Linked DNA regions of Mus musculus: regions 1 and 3 are each linked to region 2. A link is a contact called in public Hi-C and promoter capture Hi-C data. All regions are on one chromosome and are shown on one strand. The core of a region is the stretch at or near the end of the contact, and the rest is flanking DNA. Distances in the headings are between cores, read along the strand shown.

Evidence for each region. Promoter capture Hi-C pulls out the DNA fragments that hold promoters and counts their contacts. A called contact is a pair of places that touch in the nucleus more often than the background predicts.
Region 1: a promoter capture Hi-C map of hippocampal neurons shows a contact between it and region 2, with 29 times the contacts expected there. The contact joins the enhancer-like site here to the promoter of Flrt3 in region 2. A contact is called at or near these places in 11 of 39 promoter capture datasets (the 3T3-L1 cell line, cranial neural crest, hippocampal neurons and 5 more), 1 of 484 Hi-C or Micro-C datasets (cerebellum), 2 of 115 datasets of contacts at active chromatin or transcription factors (embryonic forebrain and stem cell-derived neural progenitor cells) and 2 of 9 other capture datasets (embryonic stem cells and liver).
Region 3: a Hi-C map of cortical neurons shows a contact between it and region 2, with 2.7 times the contacts expected there. The contact joins the enhancer-like site here to the promoter of Flrt3 in region 2. A contact is called at or near these places in 9 of 39 promoter capture datasets (the 3T3-L1 cell line, 3T3-L1-derived adipocytes, cranial neural crest and 4 more), 4 of 484 Hi-C or Micro-C datasets (cerebral cortex, cortical neurons, forebrain and 1 more), 4 of 115 datasets of contacts at active chromatin or transcription factors (VIP interneurons, astrocytes, embryonic forebrain and 1 more) and 2 of 9 other capture datasets (adipose tissue and liver).

Annotation. Positions count from the first base shown.
Region 1 is chr2:141,843,618-141,846,317 of GRCm38.p6, forward strand. All of the region lies in intron 8 of Macrod2 (mono-ADP ribosylhydrolase 2), which reads left to right. Among named protein-coding and RNA genes, the nearest start is that of Gm25583, 200 kb to the left of the region's middle. Within about 2 kb of position 1,359, at least 16 of the 459 cell types and tissues checked have an H3K27ac peak or open chromatin away from gene starts, as enhancers often do. A contact at or near this core is called in cerebellum and hippocampal neurons, where this site is marked.
Region 2 is chr2:140,670,039-140,672,738 of GRCm38.p6, forward strand. It overlaps Flrt3 (fibronectin leucine rich transmembrane protein 3), which reads right to left and starts at 1,438. Exons shown (of 3, transcript NM_178382.4): 1 at 1,208-1,438. All of the region lies in intron 3 of Macrod2 (mono-ADP ribosylhydrolase 2), which reads left to right.
Region 3 is chr2:141,739,182-141,741,881 of GRCm38.p6, forward strand. The region is part of intron 7 of Macrod2 (mono-ADP ribosylhydrolase 2); the gene reads left to right. Among named protein-coding and RNA genes, the nearest start is that of Gm25583, 100 kb to the left of the region's middle. Within about 2 kb of position 1,395, at least 6 of the 459 cell types and tissues checked have an H3K27ac peak or open chromatin away from gene starts, as enhancers often do. A contact at or near this core is called in VIP interneurons and cortical neurons, where this site is marked.

The sequences.
Region 1 (2,700 bases), core at 109-2,608, 1.2 Mb after region 2:
TCTTGTATGATGTTCAAGAGTACACAGAAGTCTCTATTCATCATCCCTTGCACAGGTGAACATCACATCCAACTGACAATGCTGACAAGTTTTTGTGAAAATAGCCGAGTTTAGATTAATAAAATAATGGAATAATGTATGATAAAGTTTCTATATTTAAAAACAGAAAATCTTTTCTTTTTTTCAACAAAAGCAAGTTTCAAACATCATCAAGCTCCAAACAGTTCCATATTTTTTCCTCTCCAACACTGGAGTGACAACCAGACTCCACCAAGTCTGCCTTTTTCTGTAGGTGATAATTTCATTAACTCAGGTTCTCATGCATACATAGCAAACATTGTACCAACTTACCTGTCTCTTCAATCTCTAGTGATATTTTATTATCGGGGTCATCAGATGCTGGGGTCATATACTGTGATCATTCTATGGTCTCTGCCTATCTCTATCATCTAAATCCATCTATATCTCCTCAGCTCCTCTTATATCATCTATATATTATAATCTATCTGTTGTATATATATGCATATCTAGACCCCGTCTGTGTGTATGTTTGTGTATGTGTATGCATACTACTGAATGTGGGACTGTAGCCCAATAGTAGAGTGCTTGCCTGTTGAGTACAAGGTTCTGTCCCTAAGTTCTATTACCCAGTGCAAACAAACGAACAAACAAACAAACAAAGAAACAGAAGCAAATCCTCTCAAAACCTAAGTTGCAGTGTAGCTGGAGAGAGGAAGGAGGCAGAGCAGAGAACCAAGACTGACTATATGTTTTTATGCAACAGCAAAAGTTCTGCTTTGATTATTTCCCTACGAAGAGGTGTGTTGATTCTTAAGATCAATGCTATATTAAGGTGTAAAAACTGTATTACCAACATTATTTGGTCAGGAAAGAAATAAATGCATATTCAGAAATCAGTGAACCACATTGGAAATACAGAAGCTCTGCCAGCTGGTAGTTGGCATGGCAATTGTGCTTGGCAGAATTGGCTTTTTATTGTTTTATTTTTGGATATACTGGGAAGAGAATGTTAAGACCTCATGCATGCTAGGGATATTCTGTCCCACTAAGTTACCTCTTCTGTCCAGGTATCTGGATTCCGAAGGGAAATACTCTATGCTTCCCTGTGAAGTGACATCCCAGGTAGCAAATAAGAGTCCCTCACCATTTAATCAGGGGAAGATATATAATTTCAAAGCAATCAGCCTTTCATAGCTGCAGTTCAGGCATCCGGTTTGCTTCACAATTTTGCAAGCAAGTCTGTTACTACACATCAGAACTCAGAGAGATATGACCGTTTGGTAACAGTTGTGATGGGAGAATGCCAAAGCATTATGTTAAATAAAAACTTTAAGCAAGAGGGAAGCAAGCTCACTCTCTCAGCTTCTGCCTGCCACCCCCTCTGAGCTTGCAGCTTCAAGCTGTGAAGGACTGTACCAGCAAAATTGCCTGTGTTTCCCAGAGAAAAATGAAAGGAACCTACTAGACATCCGTAAATATTTCTAAGTGTTTGGGTTTCCACGTGTCTTAAGTGTGAATGAGAATAATTCAAGTAAATGGCTCCTCACTCATTTTTCTACAATAATATTGGCAGAGCTTAGTTAATGGGATTCAACTATCTGTTCTGCTCAGTAATGTAATGCAATTGTAGGAAATAAATTCTCTGAAAGGGAATTTCATCTCCTACAGCTTTACAAAGCATCAGTGTTGAGGCTTGATGGAGAAAATGAGTTAAAAATAAAATGAGAGGTTTGTGCATTCACTATTTAATAGCCAAGAAAATCTGTTCTCACCACCACCACACATCAAACCCTTTCCAGATTCCTCTCTATATCATCTCCCCTGTGAGCCCACAAAGATGGTCTGTGACCATTAAGATTTCTGAATTTCATCAGCAAAGCCACAAATCAGAAAGATTTGACAGAGTGCATCAGTGATAGGATACGCCCACTTTTCATGAGACTGGCACCAGGAAAGCGGGGAAGAGAAGCTATTTAAGAGCAGCACCAGTAGAGTCGGTTCAGTCAGATCCCTTGAGTTTTTTGAGTCACTCAGGAGTCAGTGCAATGAGTCCGGTGTAATGGAGTTGAGTTTGTGAGTTCATACAGTTTGGTGCAGGTCAGCAGAGGCCATTGAAGCCAGAGACTAAGAAGGAGCTAGAATCTGGGTCCTGGCAAATACAGAAGTGGATGCTCACAGCCATCTATTGGATGGAACACAGGGCCCCGAATGAAAGAGCTAGAGAAAGTACCCGAGGAGCTAAAGGGGTCTGCAACGCTATAGGAGGAACAACAATATGAAATAACCAGTAACCCCCAGAGCTGTGTCTCTAGTTGCATATGTAGCAGAGGGTGGCCTAGTTGGCCATCAATGGGAGGAGAGGCCCTTGATATTGCAAAGATCATATGCCCCAGTACAGGGGAATGCCAGGACCAGGAAGCAGGACTGGGTGGGTTGAGGAGCTGGGTGGGGGGAGGGCATAAGGGGCTTTGGGGATAGCATTTGAAATGTAAATGAAGAAAATATCTAATAAAAATGCCATATATATATATATATATATACACACACACACACACATATATACATGTGCACATGCGATATCATGCTTTTCACATCACACAGAACACAAAAGATAAGATGCTCCTAAAAATCCAATAGAGCTGAGCTTGAGAAACCAGATTATACATGATAATATACAGA
Region 2 (2,700 bases), core at 188-2,687:
GAATAAAGGAATAGCCACAGCTGAAGCACTTTTCATGGCTTTGACCATGTTGTTTCATCCCAATAACACAGCAAATATGTGCATTTTGAAGCATAGATTTATTGAGAACAATCAAAATAATTATTAAAAACCATTTGATTTTGTAATTTGGAAAACACCAACATTTTCCATCTCCTTTTCATTCTAAATAAGTAATAAACCCGCTCCCAATGTTGAGAAAAGATGGGCCTGTTGCACTCTTTACCTTTATGCAACCATTTTGTTTCAGACATAATTTACTGAAAAACATTTTTTTTAATTAGATACACTTAAATACCTTTTGGAAGCTTTGTGGTCTAACGCATTTGTATCAATACAATATTTTTCACTGTGTGTTGCAAGTGAAGGGACACTCTGCCTTTGCCATTTGATGAGGCTTCCCTCCCCTGTTCCCCTCACTGCATACATCAAGCACGGCTTCCAGGGTGAGCTTTGTTAGTTTTTCTGAGTGGACTACCCAGTTACTATGCTAGTCACATTCTACACTCGCCCAAGCGATAGGCTTTGACAGTCTCCTGGACTGGGAATATGGTTTGGCCCGGAGATTCTGAGTTGGATTTACTAGTTGAGATTCCCGAGCCCGGAATGCCTGAAGGAGCTGGGGCCGGATAAGCAGTGCAAGCTTTCAAATCTAGGTGTAGCTGTTAATCCTCTACAGAGGCATCCCAGTCTCCCAGCGCAGCTTTGCTGGCGGCGAGCAAGATGTATGCTTTTCATGTACTGCGTACTCATGGGCTGAGGGGTTATTGATTTCTTTCACAGTTATAGAAACAGCGATAGGTGATCATACCACACATACAGTACACACCAAGTTAGCGACCTTTCGCTTTTGTAGCCGAGAAAAATCTGCCTCTCCTATCTCAAACACTCAACTTTCCAACTGCAGTTTTCCGTGAAGCTCTGCGCGGATAGAAATTGCTTGAAACAGAGAGGAGCTATTTATTATTTTTAAAAATGATTTAAGTCTGTAAGAAACTTATAACATTCGGCTATTTTGTAAGACTTTCCCTAGAGCTGGCTTGCACGCACATCTTTGACCCGTCCTGCTGACAGAGCAAACGTGGCTACTTGGATCCCTCATGGAACCAAGCTAGTCATTTCCTTCTAGAGAGTAAGAGCAAGCGAAGTTTCTGGGACAATTATGAGAAAAAGCATGGAAAACACTTACCAGGAAGACGAGGAAAAAGCAATCCTTTATACCCTGCTGCTACAGCTGTAATTCCATTGCCTGTGAGTTGAAGTAAAAACCCTCCCCCGTCTCCGGAGCGCGGCATCCAGTGCACACAAAGCCACGGCAGCTGCAGCCTGAGCGGTCCTGCTTCAGATCACTCCTGCGCTGAGGACTGCGCGCGAGAGCATCCAGTTGACTGCGCGCAGCCCACCTCCAAGTCTGAAGTTTAAAGCTTCACCTCGCAGTGGTTGAGGAAGGGGGTGATGTCATAGGTGGGCAGGACTTAGCCCAGCTCTTGTTCAGTGAGGTAACTGGATAATCAGACAGATGAGCTTTGCCAACGCTAGAGGGGGTGAGAGAAGCCGAAATGAGCCTTTCAGTTTGCCAAAGCTGAGATGCCATTTGGTTTGTAGGCAGCAACTCTGGAATCTCCGCGCTCCCTAAAGTTTACTACTGCAAGGTAGTGATAGCACACTCAGAAAAACACAAGCACGCTAGGAGAATATTTATAAGATCACAATAGAGAAACAGGTGTCTGATGCTCAAGCCATCTGTACCAAAAATAAGTTAACAAAAGTCAGATTATTTTTATTACATTAAAATCGTAACTGTGGAGAACAGAGGATGGCAATCCCAACTAATATTGATTTGGCAAATGAGAAAGCAGGGTCAAATGGTGATTTACTTAGGAGAAGGGAGAAAATGGAAGAACAGTGAAAAATATTGAAGAAAGCAGTCTTATTGGGAAGTAGAAAGGTTTTTTTTTCCACATGCATTTTCACATAATGAAGACTGTTTTATGTACTACTAGAGAGACCACCTACATGTGTGCATAAGGGTATACCTCTACTTCAGAACTAGGAAGATACAATCACTCATATTTATCAGTCTTCCCTAAAATTAAAAGGGTTGAGCCTAACTACATTCTTTTTTATTATTATTATTATGGTTTTTGCTGCCACGAGCATGGCTGCAGTCATCAATATCTTAAAATATCTGTTAGAAATGGTTCTTCCAGGTTTAAATCATTTTAATTTGCGTACATGAATAAATAGTGACAGTTGCAAGACACTAAGATTTCTCTGCCTAATTAACAGGATTCCAAGACTTTAATTTCCAGGTATAATTTTATCATCAGTTTTCTGTTATTTGGACTTGTAAGTTTTCTCCTAAGTAAGTGAATTTAAGTGACGAATCTTGTTTCTATATTTACCCAAATAGCAATCTCCTTTCCCTTCTTTCTTTGCTTGATTCTAACAAGCTCATGACTTTATCCTTTCTAGGAAATGGTCTGTTTGTCTCTGAAGGCTAGTTGTCTGTCTTAGGAGTACATGGCTATTCTCTCCGTTAGCTTCACGTGGTTCCTAACTTGAGTTTGGCAGCTGTTTGACCTTTAGAACTCCCCTCTGAGAATGGGTGCTCTCAGGAGTGGAAGGTGACCCCTCGATAAGAGATGTTCCGACACCTATTGTTCTATGCTTGCTCTCTTG
Region 3 (2,700 bases), core at 145-2,644, 1.1 Mb after region 2:
CAGTATAAATGATTGCAGAACATATAAGAAAACATCTTTCCCCATTGTAAACTGTCGGTATGTCTCTAAGAAGCAGACACTCCTAAGTTTCTTGTGTATTGAAAATAAATTTATTTATGTCTGTAAATGTATCAAAAGTTTGAATCCTTTTTCTATGTTTTAGAATGTTGGAAAACCTTCCCGTTTCAAGATTATTTATAAAATTCGTGTATTATTTTCTAGCAACCTAGTTATATTTTAAATATTTAATGTGTATGTTTATAACAAACCATTTATATATGCATACATAAATATATTATAAGTACACAGAAGTTGATATATAAATAATTATATATATCATGAATATATATATATATTTGCTATATATGTATACATATATGTATATGTACCTATAAAATATATTAAGTATTTAAATATAAATTCAAATATATACATAAATAAATGCTTTCCATTACTTTTCCAAATAAAACTTAGGTTTTTATCTCTTTAGTACTGATAATTGTGAAATAATGTAAAAAGTAGGTAAGTTTTAAGGACTGATTTTCATTTTTAATTTTGCCATTGAATAATTTTTCTCACTTTGTATTCTTGACAAAATAATAACTATTTTTAGTGCGGGAACGATCTGTCTTACCACTTTTCCCACACAAATAAGCAAATTGTGCCGTGTAAGGATGAATTAGGCCTGGATCCTTTTAAGCAGTCATACCTTAGGTATTTGTGACATGCGGACATTTCTTAGAGTTCTACAGACCACTATCAGTTCCTTGATAATCATGTGTGAGCACAACAATGGCGTAGCTACTGTCATTTACTACTAGCCCATGATTACCATGATCAAACATGCCAGAAGGCATCCTAGGTACATTTTCCTTTGACTCTTTTTGGTATAAATTGTGGAGAGAAATCTTTCACACCTTTCATTAATATTGCTCAGACTTAATCCAAAAGGACAATGCATTGTGAACCAACAGAATTGAAAGCAAAACTCAGAGTGGCTTCTCTCCCTTGGAGCTTGCCACATTAGCCACATCACCTAAAACAACAATCAACAACAACATCATCATCATCATCATCATCATCATCATCATCAACAGCAACCAACAAAACCTCAAGTCACCTTCAATCTTTTCCTCCTCTTTAAGAATGGATTCTTTCCCTCCTAGGCCTAATCCAGTGTGCCCAGGGCTGTCAGATCTGCAGAAAGGCACTTGTTTGCTGGCAGTGTGCGCGACTAGCTATAATTGGCAATCCATTTCTCCATTTCCATTGTACAGCCCTCCCTGACAAATTAATCACAATCAAATGTTGGCTGCGGCATGGGGCACCCTATGCAGCAGGGAAGAAAAATGAGGCCTCACGCTGGTCTGACAGCCAAATCTTTCAACTCACCCGTTAGACTGAACAAGGGGACACTGTGGCTTGCCTGTCACTACCATCACTGGCAAACACTGCTAGCTAGGCATCTGTGGACTTGGCTAATCCATTAAGGCCTGTGTGCAGCCCACCCAGTTAGATGTCCCCAAGAACCTGTAGGTTCCCCAGCCTCTGATCCATGATGAGATCAACCGTACCAGGCATAAATTTCTTTTTTTTGGAATGGGTATTATGTACAATTAGAAATCTCTTGTTGACTCTGTAATATTTATGCCACTATTGAAGGGGTGGGCATACATTGTCAGACTGATAGTTATTGTACCTGGCACCTGTAATGAGCAGCTGGGTAAGACGGCTGATGACTTTTCTTCCCTCATCAACCTGCATAGCACCTTCAAGTATTATGAAAGCTACCCAGCAGGAGGAAGCATCGTGGTCAGTGAGTGCACCAAGTGTGTGGTATCTTCAGTAATAGGCTTGCAACACGTTCTGGTGAAAAAGCGTTGTTCAGTTAATATCCTGTGAATTTAGGGGCACATTTGACTCCTTCTGACCAACTACTGGAAGAGGGTATCCCCCATTTGGCACTTTTTCTGATAACCCATGACTTCTGGGAGGAGCATTATCAACCTCTCACACCCTCTATAGGCTGTACATAATTTTAACAAGGTTCCCGGCTTCTATCACACTATATGATAGAAAACCATAAAAAGCAAGCCTTAACAATCAGGAATAACTAAATGTAAAAGACAGTGATAGAAAGAGAGCCACACAGCTGAAGAGGATATAGAGAAACTCTATTTTGAAATGCTTTTAGTTTTTAGGAGACAACTGAGGTATTTGAGGAAATGTCATGATGCTGTATGGCAGGTGCAAGAGGCCATTCTCCTACGTTCCCTTATACTGCTCAGGACATGCGATTTAGCTGAATCTCATCAGACAAGAACAATAGCAGCTCTTCTCTTCTAATCAAGTTTACCTTACTTCTCCTAACCGTGGGCAATAGCACTCACAACTCCGCCATCTGCCTTTCACAACACTCAGAGCCTGGGTCTTCTGAGTAGGTGGCAGAATGTTTTAATTCCCAGGAAAGCTGTCATTGATCAGACCATAGAATGGAACAGCCGTGTTTTCTCTAAATTTTCCATTTCACCTCACCCAGATAACTAAGTATGATGAAGTATAATTAAAACATTGGCTTTCATGAATTTTTAAAGTCATATTTAAAACTTTTCTAGTCTCTGAAACTAGCTTGGAAATCCACATAAGTCTCTAGAGACTTAGGACTTGGCTTCCAGAGTACAATAGAATATTAATCAGTGA